2 separate regions of the Mus musculus genome follow, and region 2 is linked to region 1. The links are chromatin contacts, called in public HiChIP or PLAC-seq maps. All regions are on one chromosome and are shown on one strand. The core of a region is the stretch at or near the end of the contact, and the rest is flanking DNA. Distances in the headings are between cores, read along the strand shown.

The links. HiChIP or PLAC-seq counts read pairs in DNA pulled down with a chosen protein or histone mark.
Region 2: a contact with region 1 is called in an H3K4me3 HiChIP or PLAC-seq map of bone marrow-derived macrophages, with 2.7 times the contacts expected there. The contact joins the promoter of Timm23 here to the enhancer-like site in region 1. A contact is called at or near these places in 10 of 39 promoter capture datasets (the 3T3-L1 cell line, the C10 cell line, the HPC-7 cell line and 5 more), 33 of 484 Hi-C or Micro-C datasets (B cells, the C10 cell line, the C2C12 cell line and 22 more), 11 of 115 datasets of contacts at active chromatin or transcription factors (the HPC-7 cell line, the NIH/3T3 cell line, astrocytes and 7 more) and 2 of 9 other capture datasets (adipose tissue and liver).

Annotation. Positions count from the first base shown.
Region 1 is chr14:31,781,995-31,788,706 of GRCm38.p6, reverse strand. All of the region lies in intron 1 of Ankrd28 (ankyrin repeat domain 28), which reads left to right. Among named protein-coding and RNA genes, the nearest start is that of Ankrd28, 45 kb to the left of the region's middle. Within about 2 kb of position 2,841, at least 45 of the 459 cell types and tissues checked have an H3K27ac peak or open chromatin away from gene starts, as enhancers often do. A contact at or near this core is called in the C2C12 cell line, the NIH/3T3 cell line, bone marrow-derived macrophages and 4 more, where this site is marked.
Region 2 is chr14:32,198,327-32,205,038 of GRCm38.p6, reverse strand. It overlaps Timm23 (translocase of inner mitochondrial membrane 23), which reads left to right and starts at 3,148. Exons shown (of 7, transcript NM_016897.3): 1 at 3,148-3,396; 2 at 6,012-6,070. The coding sequence starts at 3,291. It overlaps Parg (poly (ADP-ribose) glycohydrolase), which reads right to left and starts at 3,068. Exons shown (of 18, transcript NM_011960.3): 1 at 2,574-3,068. The coding sequence starts at 2,793.

The DNA of each region.
Region 1 (6,712 bases), core at 1,592-4,091:
TTTAGCAAGTAGAAATGCTACCCAAAAAGTTTACAAGGCGTATTCATTGCTGTTAATAGCTGTCAGCAGGTTTTTGTATGTTTGTTTTTTCCTCTAGAAAAATTGTTGTAGTTTACATCTTTCACTGTCTTATGGTTTCTGTTAGAGTTCTGCAGTAGTTTACTGCTGGTTATCTCGGCTATAGGGGCTGCTTGGTTTTAGGTTACCTTTTATGTTCACAGTGAGGTTTTTTAATGTATAAATTTGATTTCTACTTTGCAACTTTGTTTTAAATACGTATTTCATCATTTTGCAGATTAAAATGTTTTTGCTATAATATGGCACTCACGGTCCTTCATATCTTAGCCACTATCTAATTTCCTACCTTATTTTATATAGTCCTACTTTATATTCTATGGATAGAGAGGTTGCCAGGAAGCATTCTAGCTAACAGGATGGCACATATACAAAGGCAGAACTGTCATGGCATATTTTAAGTGCAACAAGTTGGCATATTCGAAACTTAAGACAGGGTAGTAATGGAAGTTGTTTTGCTTTTGCGCGCGTGCGTGCGTGCGTGCGTGTGTGTGTGTGTGTGTGTTACACCTCATAGAGGTCAAAGAAAACTTGTGGGCGTTGGTCCTCTCCATCCACCACATGGGTTCAGGGATCAAGCTTAGGTTGTCAGGCTTGCTATCAAGTCTTTACCCACTGAGCCATCTACTGGCTCTGAGACAAATATCCAGATGAGCTCAGTAGTGATATTTGACAGGTAGAACAACAAGAAATAGAAAGATCACCCAATTAGATGGCATATGATATAGGCAAGTATATTGGTAACATTTGCAGACCAAAGGGAAGGACTAAAAGAATGCTGTCTTTGCCCATCTTTCCTCTCAACACACAAGCAGGTATTCTGGAGATAACACTGAATGGGAAAGAAGCAATAGCCAACAATAGAGAAGACCTTGAGAAGCATGAGCTTAGGAAAACAGTGAGTTTTCTGTTTTAACATCAGAAGGTAAAAATGCCCTTTTTAGGGTAGTACAGATTGAAGAGTTATGCATAAGAACTTATTCAGAATCTGAATGAACACTTTGAAAAAATCTGCCTTTATTAGAATATAAACAAAAAAATTTTAATAAGGTTAAACAGCAAGTAGAGTCTTTTAGAAAATACCTAATATGCCAAAAGTAAAGGAAATGAAAGGGAAAACTGTTCTAATACACACATACTACTACTATATTTGAAAAGTAAATTTATTTCTTCATGTCTTAAGAAGTAGGTTGAAAGTAAGCCAAGCTACTTGAAGCCAGTTTGAATTAGAGGGTCTTTTATTTCCTTAATATAGTGTTACTCTCAAATCTCACTTTTGTTACTAGCTTTTGTTGTTGTTGTGTTTTGTTCTGCTGTCTTGCTGTGTAGCCCAGGCTGGCCTTGTTCATTTTCTTCCTGCTTCTGCCTCTTGAGTGGGATAATAGACATGTACCATAATACCCAGCTGAGTTGAGGTTATTCTAAACAGGCTAAATTCTGCCTGCTAAAAACAACTAAACACTGAAGAGATGGCTCATTGAGTCAGAGACTTAGCACGCTTACAGCAGAGCTGGGTTAAGTGCCAATCATCCACATGACAGCTCACAGCTGCCCGTGACTCCATTTCCAGGGGACCCCATGTCCTTTTTCTGGCTTCCATGAGCAACAGGCACTCACATGGTATACACATACATGCAAGTCTCACACATAAACATTAAATTCTTTAAAAAGGCTAAAGAAGGATTATTTACAATTCATGCTGTTTTCTGTGATTTGAAAATACCTGGGTAAATGTAGTATCACGTTACTGTACTGCAAAAGTTGAGAAGAACAGTTTGCAATTCAAAAACAAGTTGCTATGGTTACCCGGTGTTTGCTTTTTAAAGCAATAATTACACAAAATACCCAAAGAATTTCCTTTAGTACAGAAAGGTCGTAGCTTATGTGTATGCTAGTTATTCCACACACAAATTGAAACTGTATATATCACTTCCGTCCTAAAGTATCATTTGGAAAATACTAAAGAAAATGATTCATGTCTTTTTGAGCTGTAACAGGGTGGAGACATACTGAACACTATTTTAAAATTCAAGTAATGACTCAGATAGTTTAGGACATTTTTCTTATTCTTTAGTTCCTTTTATCAAATAATGCTGTAGTTCTACATAACAAATTTATGGTTAAAAGAACGAAAGTATTTTTCTGGTGTGTTTGTGATGTGAAGTCTTTTTAATACATTTTTATGGCTTTAATAACCTTATAAAAAGCCATGCTTATAACTGTTAATTCCATTAATTATAGCTTGTTTCAAACTTCTTAAAAACAAAGAAGATATCTTATTAGAGTCTATGACAAGTTCATTCTTAGCCAACAATCATTCTGGAATTTTTATTGTTTTCTTGACATATTCCTAATATCCAGCATCACAGGCATACCTAAACGCTTTTAAGACAATATAAGGTTAATTGTTATATTTTAATGGCCCTTTTATTTATAATAGGATATTATTTGTTCTTTAATATTAGGGCTATTTTAAACTGAAAATACTTTATATTTAAAGTAGAAGCTGGATTAAATAGTAAAGGGTCTTATCACAGTAGCAGTAATTGAAATACTATGCTGTAAAAGGTTGAGTGCTTTAGTTACTGCTGTGACCATAGGAAGTGGCTCACTTTCTCCTTTCTGCTTTTCTCTCAGTCAGACTTAGTATGGACTCTAGGATAACTCCAGCCATAAGATACTCAGCACATTTCACAACATCATTATCAAATATGCTGTTGTCCAGTAGGAGGGGACATTTCCCTCTATCTCTCCCTTTTTAGGTTAAAAAAAGAGAGACTTTCCTAGAAACACTACAGATGACTTTCCTTTGCATGTGACAGAGCAAGCTGGCTCAGAGCATGTCATTTCCCAAATGAGTCACTTACTAGGTAGAATAGAATTACCATGATCACCTTACACTATTCAAGATTTCTCCAAGTCATGTGGAATATAGAAATGGCATCCAAACAAAACTAAAGGTAGTCTGTAAGAAGGAAGGGTCAGTGGTGGTTAGCTAAGTAGGCAACAAGTAGCAAGCCACATATTACATAGAAAAGTCAAGCCTTGTCATTTTCTTCCAGGGTTAATTTTCCCACCAATTTAAATGATTCACAACACACCGATAATGGAGGGTTCTAGAGTTTTGTTTTTGTTTTTTGTTTTTTTCTTTTTTTAAAGCAGGAGAAAACAGATTGAAACAAAGCATTGTATAAATGTCACAAGAAAAACGTCAAGTATATGAAAACAATATATTTACAAATAGGAAATAGGAAAATTACTCTTTAATTTTTTTGGTCACATGCAATGACAATTTCATTTTCAAATGTTTCCTGTTAACCTACCCTATGAAAACCATCCTCCTTTCTGCACCCTCGTGATCATAATTCATCAGTTAATACCCCTTTCACCTGTTGAACGGGGCCCCTGAGCTCATTCTGTAGCTTGGCTGCTGCTATCACTGGACTGTGATAGTGATAGATATGTAGTGTCTCTGTTATATGCTGACTTTGACTTCTTTGGGTATATACTGCTGAGTGATGTAGACGGGTCATACAGTTCTATTTTTAATTTCCTGAGGAACCTCTCTGTTGATTTCCATAGTGGCTGGATTAATTTACATTACCATACATACGCAGTATATAAGGGTGCCGTGTCCTAACATTCCTAGCATTTGTTGTGTTTGTAGGTTATTGCTTTGGTTTTGGACAAGGTGTAGCTCTACTCCAGGCTGATTCCCTCCTCTATCCCCTGGATCCACTTGGTTTCTGTTTCTCATTAGAAAAGAAAAGTCTTCTAAGAGATAACAACTAAACATGACAAAATAAAATAAAACATGATGAAGCAAAAACCAACCATATCAGAGTTGGACACAGCAACCCATCAGGAAGAAGAGCCCCAAGGGTGGGCACGAGAGTCAGAGTTCTCATAAGCAGGAGTCCCATGAAAATACTAAGCCAATAGCTACAATTTACGCACAGAGGACCTGGTGCAGACCCTTGCAGGCCCTGTGCTTGCTGCTTCAGTTCAGTCTCTGTGAGCTCGTATGTGCCTGGTTGGTTCAGGGCGCCTTGTTCTCCTGGTGTCCTCCATCCCCTCTGACTTTTATAATCTTTCTGCTTCCTCTTCCGAAGAATTCTCTGAGCTCTGAGTTTCAGAAGGATTTGGTACAGACCTTCCATTTAGACTCCGCGTAATGTCTGACTGGGTCTCTTCATCTTGTTTTAGACAATTTAAATTTTACCAGTTTTGCCTATCGTTTTTTTGTTTGTTTGTTTGAGACAGGGTTTCTCTGTGTAGCCCTGGCTGTCCTGGAACTCACTCTGTAGACCAGGCTGGCCTCGAACTCAGAAATCTGCCTGCCTCTGCCTCCCGAGTGCTGGGATTAAAGGCGTGCACCACCACGCCTGGCACGTATTTTCTAAGTATTTGACATATTACACATAGAGAAAATATGACACTATTTGTTCAGTTAGTGCTATGGTATTTTTTGGTACATGTTTTTAAAATAAATAATCTTGTTCAGGGTGGTTTTATGTATATTTTTAGGTGACTACAGTATATTAGACTTTTAGTAGAATTGTCCAGGTCTTGCCATCCTTTATGAAATTTTCTACTGATGTGTCAGTACTTCTTTTTCCAATCATGGGTGTAGATGCTGAGATGGGTGCTTTAAGTTAAACTTTAAATTTTTTTATAGAATAAATTTTATGTAAAGAATGATTGGGAAAATGTAAGTATAGAAGTTAGGCTCAGACCATAAATAAATAAATAAATAAATAAATAAGTTGTGACTTCTTTAGTCCAAGTAGATGAATTTACACACTAGAGACTTTGGAACAAGTGAAAATTACTCCTATAAAAAGAGGTCCTATTTTGGAGAAAAACCCTGAAAATGGACAACAGAATAGTACTATAATTTCATTTTTGTTTCAAGTATTAGGATGATATATTCGGTACAACTCTATGGAGATGGATAACATCATTTATATGTTACAGTATTTGCATACTTATCTTAAAAACATTTTCTGTATTTTAAAGTAACCAGTAGAAGCAGACATGGTGGCATGTAGCTAGAGTTCCATCTATTAGGGAGGTTGAAGCAAGCAGATCCATTCCCTGCAAAAGTTCTAGGTCAACCTGAGCAACATAGCAAGAAACTGTGTTATTTCTTCCTTAGATGAATGTTTTATGATTTTTAGTAATTTATTTTTATAATTTCTGGCATTCTTGCCTATATTGTGTTTTTTTTTTTCTTTGTGATTTAATAAGTAAATTGGCTTAAACAAAGAATAGCATTGAAATGCTCATTCAAAAATAACTTATTCACACTGGCTTGGTGGTGAATGCCTTTAATCTCAAACTCTCAGATGGCAGGTGAACCTCTGAGTTCCCAGGGCAGCCTGGCCTATATAAATCAAGTTCCAGGACTGCCAGGAATACATGAAGAAACCCTGTCTCCAAAAACAAAACAACAGAAAAAGCTTATTCACAAATAGATAATAATACTCTCTTGTTACCTAAACTTTCAACAGTCTAGTTATAGGTTTTCTTTAATCATCATTTTTACAACATAGAATTAAAGTTAGAAATCTTAGTGGTGATAGAAGTGTATGTTTTTGGCAGATGACCAGACAAAATACTAAATTTCTGGATTCTTTTCTCTGGTATAAAACAAGACTGTAGGATATTTAAAGTGAGAGTGTATAGCAGCCAGGATCTCTTAAGTACTCAACAATAGCATAAAGTCACTCACAAGAGTACAGGATGATCAAGGTGAGGCAAATATTTCTTTGTAATTGGGAAATATTCTTTTATTTATTTAATTTTTTAAAATGTATTTACTTTACATCCTGCTCACTGCCCCCTCCCAGTCAACCCTTCCCACAATCCTTCCCTCATTCCCCTTTCTCCTTCTCTGGGGGGAGGGGGATTCCCCCCAACCCTGGTAAATATATTCTTAGTCTGGGCAAAGTGGGAAAGGTAGTGAAAGTCAATTCCAAAATGATCTGGGTGGATTTGTTTGCAGTGTTAGGATTAAACCCATGGCCTGGTGCACACCAGACAAGTGCTCCAGCGCCAGCCCCCAAATGGTTGGTTTCCACACTTAATTGTAGCTTTTGGAAATTCATTTGATCAGGAAGGAGGAGTTGTTTGTTTTCTTTGTAAGATTCTGAGCTTTTTTTTTTTTTTTTGACATGTTGGTAATTCAGGACAAGAACTTTATAAGCAGTTGTTTTATGCAGCTGCTTAATGGGTTCTTAAGGCGTTAGAATATACTCAGATATAAAAATATTTAATTTCTTCAGGGAAATTTCAAATGATTCATAACATTTTAACACTAAGATTTCTTCCTTTATGAAGTTTAAATTTTTTCTTTAAGAAAATATGAATCAATAAATGATTGATTTCTTTAACTTAGAAGATATAGCAAGCCTTACATTTGTTTTCTTTAAGCCTCTTTTCATTCTAGAAAATAACACACATCCAAAGGAAGAGAGAGGGAGGAGGGAGGGGTAGAAGAAGAGAAAGGTCTTGGAGAAAAACAAGAGTAGCCCACCTAACTATAGTGTTGCGGTGTTTAGTCTTAGAGAATATTTCCTGTTCTCTTGAGATCTCTTTTATGAGTTCACTACAGGCAGTCTTACTGCAGCTGCTG
Region 2 (6,712 bases), core at 1,899-4,398, 420 kb before region 1:
ACAACCATCTGTAATGGAATCTGACGCCCTCTTCTGGTGTGTCTGAAGAGAGCAACAGTGTACTCACATAAAATAAATAAATAAATCTTCAAAAAAAATACAAAAATAATAGAAAACATTGTATCCAGGCTACAAAAGAATTATTCAGTAAATACATTCTTTCCTAACACTTAAATCCAATCTCTTTTATAACTGACCTGATTCTGATGATTCTGATTTACTCTCCGTGCACATCATTCACACTTATTTCCATCCACTGTGGTACAATGAGGTGATCCATATAGTTAAAAATTGACACAAAGGACATAAAATACAGTAAAATCCACCTGCATTTTCAAGGAGCACCTCACTTCCAGAAAGTCTCCTATAGCAACCCAACTGGTTAAGTCATTTGCCACCAGAGATATGAAAAGCATGCTGAGTTCTGCCTAAGCAGAGATGTCAATCAATGTATGAGATATATCCATAAAAAGATACTGAATAGGCTTTCTCTACTCCACCCACTTCTAGGATACCTATATGTAAAAAACTTAAATACCAAGTTCCAGAAAGAATTCTAAGATTTGCAACAATGGCTTAGTTTCTGTTCACCGGTTCTATAGTTCCTGAAACTAGTCCCTCTGTTTACAGTATGAACTTTCTTTAACCCAAAGTTTTACAAACTAAAAATAACAAGCATTTATTAAATGGAACAATAGAAAATATAAGAATCTATTACACACATTACACATAATAAGGATGTTATTTCATGAAATATTTCAATCATAAATATGTCACATTTTTCGAACAAAATTACAGCTATTACTGCTTACCAGAAAAATATACAGTGGCCTGAAGTTTTAAAAGCCCAAAAGCTATTGCTTAACCGATCCTTCTAAAACATTAACCAAATGGCATTCTTTTACTTTGTTTAAAAGCGTCCAGAGGCCCAATAAATAAGAATAAAGTCTAATTCCTTTAAATGGCACTTAAGTTCATCCAGAGCAAAGCTCACCTGAGCCTTCTGCATCCCCATGTTCCAGCTCCAACAGCATTTAGGTACGCTGTTCCTTCTAGCTATATTATACCTACCTCTTTCATTTATACTGGACATCCTATTATTTCAAGACTCGTATCAGGCCAGAGGCAGGGATGCACCTGATTAAGTCCCTTTGGTTTTTGTGTTTAGGAGGCAGGTCTGAGGTCCAGACCAAATGGGACTACACAATGAGTCCTTGTTTCAAAACAAACAAACAAGAACAACAAAACACCTACTTCAAGTCTGCTTCTTAGTGTTCCCAAGAAAGACAAGAGTCCACTCTGCCCTGGTGTCTGCCCAGCTCTTACACTGCTCACCAATGCATGCTTTCAGCAATGTTCTTCACTCTGCGTAAAGAACAGTAGACTTTTCTCATCCTCACTGACCATTTCTCTCAGGCCTCTCCTAAAAGGCAGGTGTTCCTAAAGGCTCTATCCTTGGCTGCTTTACTGTCAATACTAACCATTGTATGCTAAACCACACTTACAGAGTCCATTATACTTTAACACCAAGAACTCCATTTCTCAAGCATAGGTGTATTTCTTCTGAGCTACAAAAGGACAGGACACGGCATTCCCTCCAGTACGCATCCACTTCTGTTCACTGCTGCCTGCAGCAGGGTCTAAGTGTAAAGCATCCCCCATCTAGACCAACTCCTTTAGTCCTGAGATTTCAACCAGGTTTTCTTTTCCATTTTCCATACACCAAACATATACAGACAGTTCAAGAAAACAAGACTAACCAAGTCCTTGCCTTACCCCGCCCCTTCACACAACTGAACACTCTTTAATAGCCTCTCACTGCCCTGAAAATGTAAAATTCAAGATCCTTAGTACTGTCCACACTTACTCAGCAGAGTAGGATCACTGTCCTAATTCTCTGCAGCCCATCTCTCACCATTCCACCGTTGATTCTGCGCACCCACTGCATATCTGAAGTACCTCTTTACTTTCTTCTCCAGTACTCACAGTAAGTACCAAACCTTCTGGACTACCATAACTAACTTAAGTATACTTAATTCCTACCAAAACAATGGCTCCTTCATGAACAACAACATCCATTACTCTCTGTTACAGGTATTTGACTTGTGCTATTGTTTCTCTCTCCTCACAGATTTCAAGGTACGAAAGAAGAGACCAAGTTCCTCGTGTTCAACATCGTGTGCCAGGGACAAATACAATCCAGCAAGCTAAGGCTAACAGCTCTGCACTCTGGAAGTCAGCTCTCACTGAGTCTACTGCAACAACTTTCTTTACGATTTTTGGAGACTGAAGCGCCCTTCTGCTTCACATACACAACTAGACTTCCTTAACAGGGCAAATTCTCTATCCAAGCTGAGGAAAGTATCCCGGGGAGGTCCGGTAACTACCTGTCCAACAAAGTTTTCCACAACACACATGCCACTAGTAAAACTGTAGCGCCTCTCATTGGAGTGGCATCTAGTGATTGAACATCGGGGTCATCAGAGTGGTGGAAACAAGATCAGTTAGGAGTGACTGGAGTCTCCTGGTCCTCACACTGAAACAAGGACAAAGATTTTTTTTTTCCCACGTACCAAACGAGGTGGCGTTGCCTCTGTGCGGTCCCGCCCGCCCCGAGACGCAGGCTGGCGAGGACGGAGGGACCCTGAACTGGACGGGAGCGTCCTTGGGGTCGAGAACACGCCTCTGCCTGCCAGGGAAGCTCCGGGAGTCCGAGGCAGTCGGCGCAGAAGTTCCAGCGGCGCCCCAGCGGGGCCGCTTCGTGCAGGGCTCCCAGCCGGGGCCCGCACTCATGCTGGGACCCGCAGCACACAGTCCCCGGGCCGGCCCGGGCGGAGAGCCTCATTCACTAACCCGGACAGGGACGGACTGCGCCTCCTTCTCGGCGCGCCGCGCACCATTCCCTCTCCGCAGCGGCCCGCCTGGAGGCTGCCACTCCTCGGGCCTTCGAGCGAGACCCTCGCTGCGCAGCCGCTTGCCTCCGCTCGGCAGCAGGGAGCCCACCAGCCCCGGGACGCGCCGCTTCCACTCGGCTCGAGATCGGGCTCCGGCTCCAGGCTCACTTTCCCACCACCGGAAAGCAGCCGTCTCGCGCTTCCCACTTCCGGGCCGCACACAGCCGTAAAGCGGAAGTGCGATACTTCACGGGAGCCGGCGCCCGGAAGGTCAGCGTGGTGAAGGTGGCAGGAGCAACGCGGGTCTTCCCGCTGTTGCTTGTCGCGGCCACGGCCGAGCATACGTCCCCGGCCTGAGGTGGTGGTGGCGAGCCCACCGCCGTTTGCTGCGACCTCATGGAAGGTGGCGGAGGAAGTAGCAACAAATCCACCAGCGGGTTAGCTGGCTTCTTCGGAGCCGGAGGAGCGGGTTACTCGAACGCTGATTTGGCCGGCGTCCCGCGTGAGTATCGGGCCTCGCCTGCTCCCCTTTCTGACTCCTTCCTGGGACAGCTAGAAATGTGTAACGTTCCTGTCCCTTTTCCTGCTCGCCTTTACGAGATTCACCGCCGGTGATTGGGTTTCAAGGCTGAACGAATTTGGGGGATCGTAAATCCCCGGGAAGCTCTTTTAGTGACCTAGTTTCGAGAGGAAACACAAAATGTCCTCCTCTTTAGTGCCCCGTCCCGTCTTTTCTCGTCACACGCTTTTCTGTATGCTTGGCCCTGTTAGGAGACCCTAGTTCTAGAAATAAACATTCCAAATAACAAGCGCGCTATTAATTTTTTTTCACACGGCTTTTAAATATTTCTAAACCAGTTAGGCGAAAACATTTTTCGTTCTTTGTGCGTGTGAGAGACAATTCAGGAAATCAGAAGGAGCTGGGGAAGCAAACGAAACTTTTAAGAGATTTTTAAACAAGAAAAAAGAGCCAAATTCTGAAAGCGATATAAGCAAATTCAAAGATGCAGAGGCATGAATTCCCAGCCTGTTGGCCCTTCTCAATCACCTAAGTATGTCTTTCAGGCTTTTAATGTTTTGTAATTATGGATATTCGACTGGATAAGTAGAGCTTGGGAGTTAATGTTTAATAACACTTTACTAAAGTGTTTCTTCTTGCTAATCCTCTAAGTAAAACCTTTACACTTAAAAACATTCAGAAAGCCGTTTGATAACCCTAATGTCTGCTGTCAAAACTTGAGTCCAGGACACAATTTATGTGTATCTTAGGATATCTCAGTTGCATAACATGAAGGGCACTACTTAAGGTGAGAGAGTACACATACTACTGAGGAGAGTAACGTGAGGACACAGAAGTTAGTGATAGATGACATGGCAATTGAAATAGGACCCTGAGATGGTGGTGGTGGTGATGGGCCGTGAAGGTTGTTGGAGAACAGGTTAGAGAAAACAGCTTGGGAGTTGAAGTTAGAGCTGTGACCTGAATTTAGCAACAAGTGCTTGAGAGACAGAACAAACCTGCTGTGTTTCTTGAGAAGCTATTGGGTCAGTTTGTCTTTAGAGTTGCAAGGGAATGAACTGATACAAGATTGATTGTAAGAGTTGAGAGGCAAGCCGGGCGTGGTGGCACACGCCTTTAATCCCAGCACTCGAGAGGCAGAGGCAGGCGGATTTCTGAGTTCGAGGCCAGCCTGGCCTACAAAGTGAGCTCCAGAACAGCCAGGGCTACACAGAGAAACCCTGTCTCGAAAAACCAAAAAAAAAAAAGAGTTGAGAGGCAGGAAACAGCAACAAATACAAGCTTTTATAAGCAAGGAAGGGGGGATTAGATTTGATCTAATTGTAGATGAAAGCCATTAGGGCTGATTTCATAATTTCTACAGAGAAAGTGTGTTGAAGGGATAAGAGAAAGTAAGAAATGGTTGGTATGAGATGGGATGCTTGTGTAACAATTGGAAGTCTGAAATAACAGGACTTAAAATTGATCAATAGGCTGGGCGTGGTGGCGCACGCCTTTAATCCCAGCACTTGGGAGGCAGAGGCAGGCGGATTTCTAAGTTCAAGGACAGCCAGGGCTACACAGAGAAACCCTGTCTCGAAAAACCAAAAAAAAAAAAAAAAAAAAAAAAAAGAATTGATCAATAGAATCATGCTTAGTGCATACATTTGTGAGCAATCAACCAAGATACAAAAGGACCCCAAATAGTATATTTAAAATCTATGAACATTAATTTTTCTTGCTAGATTATTTTTTGTTTTCAAAGTTGGTAGATTTAAAGTTAACCTGAAAGTCTGTATTTTCTGTTCCATTAAGCTTCATCTCTGGGTGAAAGCAGAGAGTCTCCTTGCCGTAATAAAGAGATTCTGTTAGCAAGATTGTTAGAAATGTGATGTGGACGATCTGCTTTGATAGACTTTTCTACAATCAAAAACCTAGGACTAGAGAGATGGCTCAGTGGTTAAGAGCACTAACTGCTCTTCCGGAGGTCCTGAGTTCAATTCCCAGCAACCACATGGTGGCTCACAACCATCTGATGCCCTCTTCTGGTGTGTCTGAAGACAGCTATAGTGTACTCACATGCATAAAAAAAATAAATAAATCTTTAAACAAACAAACTAACTAACCCAACTACTATTTTCCCTGAGAGACTGCTTATACTTGGCTGTTATGCTAGTTAAGGAAACTGCTTATACATACATACATACATACATACATACATACATACAAACATAGGTGGGGAGGAGTGGGTATGGGCACTTTGTGCCAAGCCTGGTGTCCTGTGTCCAATCCCTAGAACCAAACTGGTAGGTGGAAGGGACTCCAGTGAGCCCTCCACATGCACACTAGCACACACACAAACTAAAGGAAATGTGTGAATGTGAAAAGGAAGGGTAAACATAAACCAAAACAGGAATAACACTAAGCTAATTTTTCTAGGAGTTTTATGATTTGATATTAGTGCCAATATCTTATGAAAATGTAGGGCATGGGGCAAGGCCTAATTCCCAAAGAAAATTTACATTCATTGAGTTTCACAGTGTGTAACCGTTAGCTGAGTCCTATATGAAATCTTTGTGTGGATTTTGTTGCGATGTGACATTCTGTTTTCTCTCTAGTGACTGGTATGAACCCCCTGTCTCCTTATTTAAATGTGGATCCACGCTATCTCGTTCAGGTAAGATAAAGCTTTTACTAGTTTAAAGGTGTGCACCACCACAACTTCTTCAACCTATTAAATGACATCCACAGAACATCCACAGCTAATGTCATTCTTGACAATAAGAGACTGAGTCATGATCCCTCAAGATCAGGGGCGATACAGACATTTCCATTCTCTCTACTTCTCAGAATTGTCTAGGCAGCATAGCTAAAAATACAATATAAACTAAGTGGAATTTGCTGAAGCTTGGTGGTGCATGCCCATAAGCCCGGTACTTGGGAGGCAGGCGGAGCCTGAGTTTGAGGCTGCATAAATATGCTGTGACCCTGTCTTTGGGAGAAGCAGAGGGAGCTGCTCAGTGGCACACGCCCTCACTCCTAGCACTGGGAGGCAGAGGAGCAGATCGCTGGTGTGGAAGCCAGCTTATGATAACAGAGCGGGTTTCAGGACAGCCAGGGCTAGTCAGAGAAATCTTCTCTGGGGGGAAAAAAAAATCTTAACTACAAAAATTTGAAGAAAAGCAAGCAAACCTTTTTAAATTAATGAATTAATTTGTTGTAGAGTTGTAGAATGTACGATCTATAGATATAAATCAATCTTATTTCTATACAATAGCAGTGAGCACTCTAAAATTAAAATTAGGGAAATATTCCAGAG